2 separate regions of the Anas platyrhynchos genome follow, and region 2 is linked to region 1. A link is a contact called in public Hi-C data. All regions are on one chromosome and are shown on one strand. Each heading gives the region's core, a stretch centred on a gene start, on an enhancer-like site or on the middle of the called end of the contact. The rest is flanking DNA. Distances are from core to core; before and after follow the strand shown. Region 1 holds the start of C2H8orf82 (chromosome 2 C8orf82 homolog). Region 2 holds the start of LOC101792010 (1-phosphatidylinositol 4,5-bisphosphate phosphodiesterase gamma-1).

What was found. Hi-C and Micro-C count contacts between places; a contact is called where the count stands out from the background.
Region 2: a Hi-C map of skeletal muscle shows a contact between it and region 1, with 8 times the contacts expected there. The contact joins the promoter of LOC101792010 here to the promoter of C2H8orf82 in region 1. A contact is called at or near these places in 2 of 8 Hi-C or Micro-C datasets (both in skeletal muscle).

The regions. Positions count from the first base shown.
Region 1 is chr2:928,874-933,129 of IASCAAS_PekinDuck_T2T, forward strand. C2H8orf82 (chromosome 2 C8orf82 homolog) reads right to left here and starts at 2,168. Exons shown (of 3, transcript XM_072034217.1): 1 at 2,009-2,168. The coding sequence starts at 2,113. ARHGAP39 (Rho GTPase activating protein 39) reads right to left here. Exons shown (of 11, transcript XM_038175266.2): 11 at 3,869-4,256.
Region 2 is chr2:1,283,677-1,287,932 of IASCAAS_PekinDuck_T2T, forward strand. It overlaps LOC101792010 (1-phosphatidylinositol 4,5-bisphosphate phosphodiesterase gamma-1), which reads right to left and starts at 2,248. Exons shown (of 33, transcript XR_011807317.1): 1 at 1,390-2,248.

The DNA.
Region 1 (4,256 bases), core at 918-3,417:
TTTGCCCCAAACCTGCCCCCGGTGCTCGATGACTCCCTGGTGCCCCCCCCCAACTCCCCCTATTCCCCCCCACTCTCCCCAATTCCCTCCACGCCCCCCACCCCCCAAACTCCCAAAATCGCCCTTTTTTGCCCCAAACCTGCCCGCGGTGGTCAATGTAGTAGAAATACTCCCTGGTGCCCCCCCCCCAACTCCCCCAACCCCCCCCTTTTCCCCCTAACCCCTCCTTTTCCCTCCCACCTCCCCACCCCCCAAACTCCCAAAATCGCCCGTTTTTGCCCCAAACCTGCCCTCGGTGGTCTATGCAGTAGAAATACTCCCTGGAGCCCCCCCCCCAACCCCCCTAATTCCCCCCCACTCCCCCGTTCCCCCCTTTTCTCCCTCACCCCCCCAAACTCCCAAAATCGCCCAGTTTTGCCCCAAACCTGCCCCTGGTGGTCGATGACTCCCTGGTGCCCCCCCCCCCCAACTCCCCCTATTCCCCCCCACTCTCCCCAATTCCCTCCACGCCCCCCACCCCCCAAACTCCCAAAATCGCCCGATTTTGCCCCAAACCTGCCCCCGGTGCTCGATGACTCCCTGGTGCCCCCCCCCAACTCCCCCTATTCCCCCCCACTCTCCCCAATTCCCTCCACGCCCCCCACCCCCCAAACTCCCAAAATCGCCCTTTTTTGCCCCAAACCTGCCCGCGGTGGTCAATGTAGTAGAAATACTCCCTGGTGCCCCCCCCCCAACTCCCCCAACCCCCCCCTTTTCCCCCTAACCCCTCCTTTTCCCTCCCACCTCCCCACCCCCCAAACTCCCAAAATCGCCCGTTTTTGCCCCAAACCTGCCCTCGGTGGTCTATGCAGTAGAAATACTCCCTGGAGCCCCCCCCCCAACCCCCCTAATTCCCCCCCACTCCCCCGTTCCCCCCTTTTCTCCCTCACCCCCCCAAACTCCCAAAATCGCCCAGTTTTGCCCCAAACCTGCCCCTGGTGGTCGATGACTCCCTGGTGCCCCCCCCCCCCAACTCCCCCTATTCCCCCCCACTCTCCCCAATTCCCTCCACGCCCCCCACCCCCCAAAGTCCCAAAATCGCCCTTTTTTGCCCCAAACCTGCCCGCGGTGGTCGATGACTCCCTGGTGCCCCCCCCCCAACTCCCCCTATTCCCCCCCACTCTCCCCAATTCCCTCCACGCCCCCCACCCCCCAAACTCCCAAAATCACCCTTTTTTGCCCCAAACCTGCCCCCGGTGGTCGATGACTCCCTGGTGCCCCCCCCCCATCTCCCCCTATTCCCCTCCACTCTCCCCAATTCCCTCCACGCCCCCCACCCCCCGAAGTCCCAAAATCGCCCGTTTTTGCCCCAAACCTGCCCACGGTGGTCGATGGAGTAGAAATACTCCCTGGTGCCCCCCCCCTCAGCCCCAATTCCCCCCCCCCCACTACCCCAATTCCCCCCAATTCCCCCCCACCCCCCAAACTCCCAAAATCGCCCGTTTTTGCCCCAAACCTGCCCCCGGTGGTCGATGACTCCCTGGTGCCCCCCCCCCAACTCCCCCTATTCCCCCCCACTCTCCCCAATTCCCTCCACGCCCCCCACCCCCCAAAGTCCCAAAATCGCCCGGTTTTGCCCCAAACCTTCCCTCGGTGGTCGATGTAGTAGAAATACTCCCTGGTGCCCCCCCCCAATTCCCCTCAATTCCCCCTCACCCCCAAAACTCCCAAAATCGCCCAGTTTTGCCCCAAACCTTCCCTTGGTGGTCTATGCAGTAGAAATACTCCCTGGTGGCCCCCCCCCAACCCCCCCAATTCCCCTCAATTCTCCCCAACTCCCCTCACTCCCCCTTTTCCCCCCCACCCCCCAAACTCCCAAAATCGCCCAGTTTTGCCCCAAACCTTCCCTCGGTGCTCGATGACTCCCTGGTGCCCCCCCCCAACTCCCCCTATTCCCCCCCACTCTCCCCAATTCCCTCCACGCCCCCCACCCCCCAAAGTCCCCAAATCTCCCTTTTTTGCCCCAAACCTGCCCTCGGTGGTCGATGTAGTAGAAATACTCCCTGGTGCCGGGCGCGGGGCTCTGCCCCTGGCGGTACCCGCAGGCCGCGGCCCGCAGCAGCCCCGGCCTCATGGCGCCGCCCGGACCCGTTATGGCGACGGACAACCGGAAGCGGAAGTGCTCCCCTCCCCTTTCCCTCCGCTGATCTTTCCGCCCCCTTCCTTCGCCAGCTTCCGGGTGTTGCACCGGAAATGGGGCTCCGGGGGGAAACTGTGGGCTGGGGAGTGGGGGGGGCCGGGTAATGGGGGGTGTGGGGACCCTATAGGGACCCTATAGGGACCCCAAAGGGATCCAAAGGGACCCAAAAGGAGCCAAAGTGACCCAAAGGGATCCTATAAGGACCCTATAGGGACACTATAGGGAGCCAAAGGGACCCAAAGGGACGGACCCCAAGAGATCCTATAGGGACCCTATAGGGACCCCATAAGGACCCTATATGGACCCCAAGGGATCCTATAGGGACCCAAAGGGATCCTATAGAGATGCAAAGGGACCCAAAGGGATCCTATAGGGACACTATAGGGACACAAAGGGACACAAAGGGACCCATAAGGACCCCAAGGGACCCCATAAGGACCCTATAGGGACCCCATAGGGACCCCATAGGGACCCAAAGGGATCCTATAGGACCCTATAGGGACCTGAAGGGACACAAAGGGATCCTATAGGACCCTATAGATACCCGAAGGGACACAAAGGGATCCTATAGGGACTCTATAGGGACCCCATAAGGACCCTATAGGGATCCAAAGGGATCCTATAGGGAGCCAAAGGGATCCTATAGGGACACAAAGGGACACAAAGGGACCCAAAGGGATCCAAAGGGACCCCATAGGGACCCCATAGGGACCCCAAGGGACCCTATAGGGACCCAAAGGGATCCTATAGGGATCTGAAGGGACACAAAGGGACCCCATAGGGACACAAAGGGATCCTACAGAGACCCAAAGGGACCCCAAGGGATCCTATAGGGACCCTGTAGGGAGCCAAAGGGACTCAAAGGGATCCTATAGGGACCTAAAGAGATCCAAAAGGACCCTATAGGGGTCCCAGAGGGACCCAAAGGGACCCCATAGGGACCCCACAGGGACCCTGTAGGGAGCCTAAGGGATCCTATAGGGACCCTATAGGGACCCCATAAGGACCCTATAGGGACCCAAAGGGATCCTATAGGGACAGTGCGGGGCTCCAGGCGCCCCATGGACAGCTGGGAAGTCCCTGGGCACCCCTATGGGTACCCACACACCCCCTACATGCCCCTATAGGCAGCCGTAGACCCCCCTATAGACACATATAGATCCCCTACATGCCCCTATAAGCATCCGTACACCCCCCGGGCACCCCTATAGGTACATGTACACCCCCTGTGTGCCCCTATAGATGCCCATACACCCCCATGCACCCTATGGACACCCATACTCCCCCCCTACCCCCAAAGTGACCCTTATATTCTCCCACACCCCCCAGTGACTCCTCTAGCCACCCCCCCACACACCCTGAGCCCCCCATATGCCCCAAATACCCTCCCGTGCCCCTATATACACCCACACCCTCCCCGTCCCCCCCCGACACTCCTATACGCACCCCATACATCTTTTGGGGTCACATACACCTATGCACACCCTATAGGGGCCGTATGGCCCGGGCCCATCTCCCACCCCCCTCTATAGGGCCGTACGGGGCCCTACACACCCTGGAGGGCACCCACCCCTATATGGCAGCCCTATAGGGTCACCAGGAGGCCCCATATCGGCTCCGGGGCACCCCGTTCCCATATGGGGTGCCATCGATCCGCTCCAGAGTGAACGGGGCGGAGGAGAGGCCGTGTCCATACGTAGCTTTATTCACACAACATGGAGTCGCCTCTACATGTCCATGCGGCGTAATTACAGAGTTCCTCGGGTAACGAGCGGCGCGGGGGGGGGACACACCCCAAATCTGGTGGGGGGGGGGGGCCCCCCCCCGCTCGTCCCCCACCACTCCCCTCCGCGCCCGCAGCCCCCCCCCCACTCTCGGGGCTGGGAGTGGTTTGGGTTTTGTTCCTCTCGTTTTTTTCCATTTTTTTTTTTTTGCTTTTTTTGTTTTTTAAAGTGTTTTCACCGTAATAAATTAAAAACGCAGCGCTGAAAAGAGAAAAAAAAAAAAAAGGGGGGGGGGAATGGGGGAAAAAGGGGAAAAAAAAAGGGACAAAAAGGGGAAAAAATGAAAAAAAAAG
Region 2 (4,256 bases), core at 998-3,497, 350 kb after region 1:
TGTGGGAGAGGCCGGGCACTGATGGGGGAAACTGAGGCAGGAGATCTATGGCAAGGGGAAAGCGGCGCCGAGTTCCCGACCTGGCTGTGTGCGGTGCTCCCGAATAAAAACAAGGAGCCGGAAAGGCGCTATTTCCGCGAGCAGGGAACGAGCTCTTCCCTACAAAGGCCACGGGGGAACAAACCTGCAGGGGACATCAGCCGGCCACGAGGGACCAGCCGGTCCCCTCCTGTGCCCCTTTGTGCTTGGTGGTGCCACCAACTGACCCCACAAACTGACCCCACAAACTGACCCTCAGCCCCCAAATCCCCTCTCCCCGAAGGGTGATTTGATGGGTCCCTGCTGCCTCCAGTCCCCACCAGCCTGGGCATCACCCAAATTTTGCATTTCAGCCCCGTCTACGCCGCATGGGGCCACCATCCCAGTATGGCCAGGCACCCCAAAGCCTGGCATCCCACCACATTTGGGCATCCCACTGGGGTAGAACATCCCACCATGGTAGAACATCCCACTGTAGTAGGATATCCCACCATGGTAGGACATCCCAGTATGGCCAGGTGCCCCAAAGCCTGGCATCCCACAACATTTGGGCATCCCAACGGGGTAGCACATCCCACCACGGCCACGCACCCCACGGCAGCAGATCACCCCACCATGGTAGGACATCCCAGTATGGCCAGGTGCCCCAAATCCTGGTATCCCACTACATCTGGGCATCCCACTGGGGTAGAACATCCCACCTTGGTAGAACATCCCATCCTGATAGAACATCCCACCATAATAGGACATCCCAGTATGGCCAGGCACCCCAAAGCCTGGCATCCCACCACATTTGGGCATCCCACTGGGGTAGAACATCCCACCATGGTAGAACATCCCACCATGGTAGAACATCCCATCCTAATAGAACATCCCACCATGGTAGGACATCCCAATATGTCTAGGCACCCCAAAACCAGGAATCCCACCACATTTGGGCATCACACTGGGGTAGAACATCCCACTGGGGTAGAACATCCCACCATGGTAGGACATCCCAGTACGGCCAGGCACCCCAAAGCCTGTCATCCCACCACATTTGGGCATTGCACTGGGGTAGAACATCCCATCTTGATAGAACATCTCACCATAGTAAGAGATCCCAGTATGGCCAGGTGCCCCAAATCCTGGTATCCCACTACATCTGGGCATCCCAATGGGGTAGAACATCCCACTGGGGTAGAACATCCCACCCTAGTAGGATATCTCACTATGGTAGGACATCCCAGTATGGCCAGGCACCCCAAAACCAGGAATCCCATCACATTTGGGCATCCCACCATGGTAGAACATCCCACGGGGACCACGGACCCCGCCAACCCATCCCCAGCCGCCGCCACCGATACTCACTGTCCCCTTCCACCTTCTCAGGCGTCCGGCTCCAGATGATCTGCCGGGTTTCCAGCTTCACCTGGAAGGTCCTTCGCTCCGGCCTCTGCGACTTCTTCTGGTAGAACAAGGTGAGGACGGTGCCCATCTCCAGGCAGCGGAGGATCCTGCCCATGTCCCCCGCCTCCATCCTGCCGTCCTCCAAAAAGCCATTGACGCTGTTGAGCCTGGAGACGGACATCTTCACTGCGTGGCCATCGCCCGCCGGAGCCGCAGAGTTGTCTCATGCATGAAAGGGAAAAAACGAAGCCTCCCGGGGGATTTGCTCCGAGCACGGGTTTCCTCTGCTGCCGATTCCCCCGGCGTCGTCGGGGTGGGAGGCTCGGGTTGGAGGCGCCGCGACCTTTTCGCCGTGCGGCCCCGGCTCCGGCGTTAGCATCCAGCGGTGGCGAGGAGAGAAGGGGGACGGTTTCAGAGCCGGAGGGCTACAAACCATCCGGCCACCTCAAGGCCTCGGGGACGGACACCTCAGCGGGGCAAAAAAAAAGGAGAGGGTGGCAAAAAAAACAAAAAAAGGCCGCGGGAGCGAGCGCCCCGAAAAAGCAAAGTCACCCCAAAAGCAAGCGGAGAGGAGCCGGAGGATCCCCGGCCTCCGTGCAAAGAGGGGTGAGGAGGGGAGGCGAGGGGTTCGGGGTGCCCGGCTTAGGGTGTGGGGTCTTCGGGGACCCCCCAGGGTGGGATGCGGGTGGTGGGTTTGGTTTTTTTTTTTGGGATGGGGTGAGGGGATAGGAAAGGGGGGGGGAGGTTCGCTCTCGCCGGTCGCCCGCTGCCCCTTCTCCGCTCCTTAATTTCGGGCTGATGAAATGGACGCCCAGAGGAAACTGCAATCACACATGGCCGGAAAGAGATCAGAAAGGAATTTAAAAAAAAAAAAAAAAAAAAAATGCAGGATCTTGGAGAAAGGAAAATCGCAGCGACGGAAGAGGCGGCTGAGGGTGACATCTAGAGGAAGCCGAACCATGGAAGGGCTCCTGAAGGGGGGGGTCCCCAGGCCCTACAGACAACTGGGGGGCACCCCAGGGATGGGGCACCTTGGGGAGGGGGTGGGTGCTGGCTTTCCCCAAGGGGGACACGGCAGCGGGGTCGGGGGCTGCAGAGGGTGGGGGCTCCGTGAGGAAGGGGGGGTGGTGGGTTTTTTGGCACGGCGCGGGCGCGTGAATGCAGGTGGTCCCCGTGCTCCTGCTTGTAGGAATTATTGCCCTGAGTAGGGTGAAAGGGCAAAAAAAATCAGGGCTGGGGGGGGATCTGGGTGGAAAATTGGTGAAAAAAAAGGAGGAAATGTAGAGAAAATGGTTGTGTTGAGCTCCGGGTGCCTGCAGCGCTGAGCCAGGACCGAAGCCCACGAGCCACCGCTGTGATGAGTTTTGTCCCGCCTGAAATTGGGGTGGGGGTGGTGGAGGGGACAAAAAGGGGGATGGGAGCATGGGGACAGGGGGACAGGGCGCAGCCTCACAGCCCCTCTTTCACCCCCGTGCCCGGAGCTGGGTGGGCAGGCAAAGAGCCGGTGGTGCGATGGGGCTGCAACCCTGCTCGTTTTGGGGGATTACGGGGGATTTTGGGGGGAAGCAGGTGATTTGGGGGGACACAGGACTTGCTGTGAATATGGACTTATTTCAAGCCTCACTGAAGTCTCCCAAAATCGTGTTTGGTCCTTAAAAACAGGAGCAATTCATATTTCAAATACAGGAGCAATTCATATTTCAATCTGGACAACATCAAACCCTTATCCCCATCCCGGGGGTTTCCAAAATCCCCCCAGATTTGCAGCTTTACCCTCCGCTGCCAGGAGCCGTTCGTTTCTCTCCTCCACGGAGAAAAATCCTTGCCTGCATTTTAGCTCTCCCCTTCCTTGAAAATTCACCCGTTTTTTCCCTTTCCCTAGCCACGTTTGATTTATTTTTTGGCCCAGAGGAGCCCAGCGCCACGCGGCGAAGGCCACCGATGGCTCCTATGGTGGTGGTGGTGGACAGGCACGTATGGACCCTCCAAAACCATAATGTTGAGGACAAAACCATAACGTTAAGCCCTCCCAGCTTGGGAGGGTGCCGCCACCGATCCACGGCGATTTTGGCAGGACTTTAGCAGGGACTGGGTGCACCAGGAGCAGCTTTGTGCATCAACAAGGTGATGGGGACAGGCAGAAATCTCCACCTAGGCTCTGGCTTCCCCTTTCCTTGAAGAATCAGGGGACCCCTGGGGTAAAAACGAGATCCTGAAGTTGCTTTTTTCTTCCTTTATTTGTGAATCAACTTCTGTTTTTTTCTTTTTCTTTTCCTTTTCCTTTTCCTTTTCCTTTTCCTTTTCCTTTTCCTTTTCCTTTTCCTTTTCCTTTTCCTTTTCCTTTTCCTTTTCCTTTTCCTTTTTCTTTTTCTTTTTCTTTTTCTTCTTCTTCTTCTTCTTCTTCTTCTTCTTCTTCTTCTTCTTCTTCTTCTTCTTCTTCTTCTTTTTCTTTTTCTTTTTTTTTTTTTTTTTTCCCTTCTCTGGAGCAGAATCAGCTTTTGTTTCAAGCGATGAGCTGCAGAGATGCCGGCTTCTGGTGTTTACGTTTTCCATTTCCAGGCAAATCCCATTTCGGAGCCCCCTGAACGCGGGTCTGGGAACTGAACATCCCGAGCGCGGCGAGCCGCGGCGAGCCGAGGATCAGAATAGCAGATTGTTTTGACACAGGGGACTTTGCAGCAGGGCTTCGGCTTCTGATGTCCATCCAAAGCACGCGGGCGGAGAAGGAATGCTCTGTTTTCAGTCTGCAATGGAGTCACTGTTTTAATTTTAGCTTCCCCGGAGCAAAGCTGTAAGCAAGCCGTTCCCAAAGCAAAGCACCCTACGGA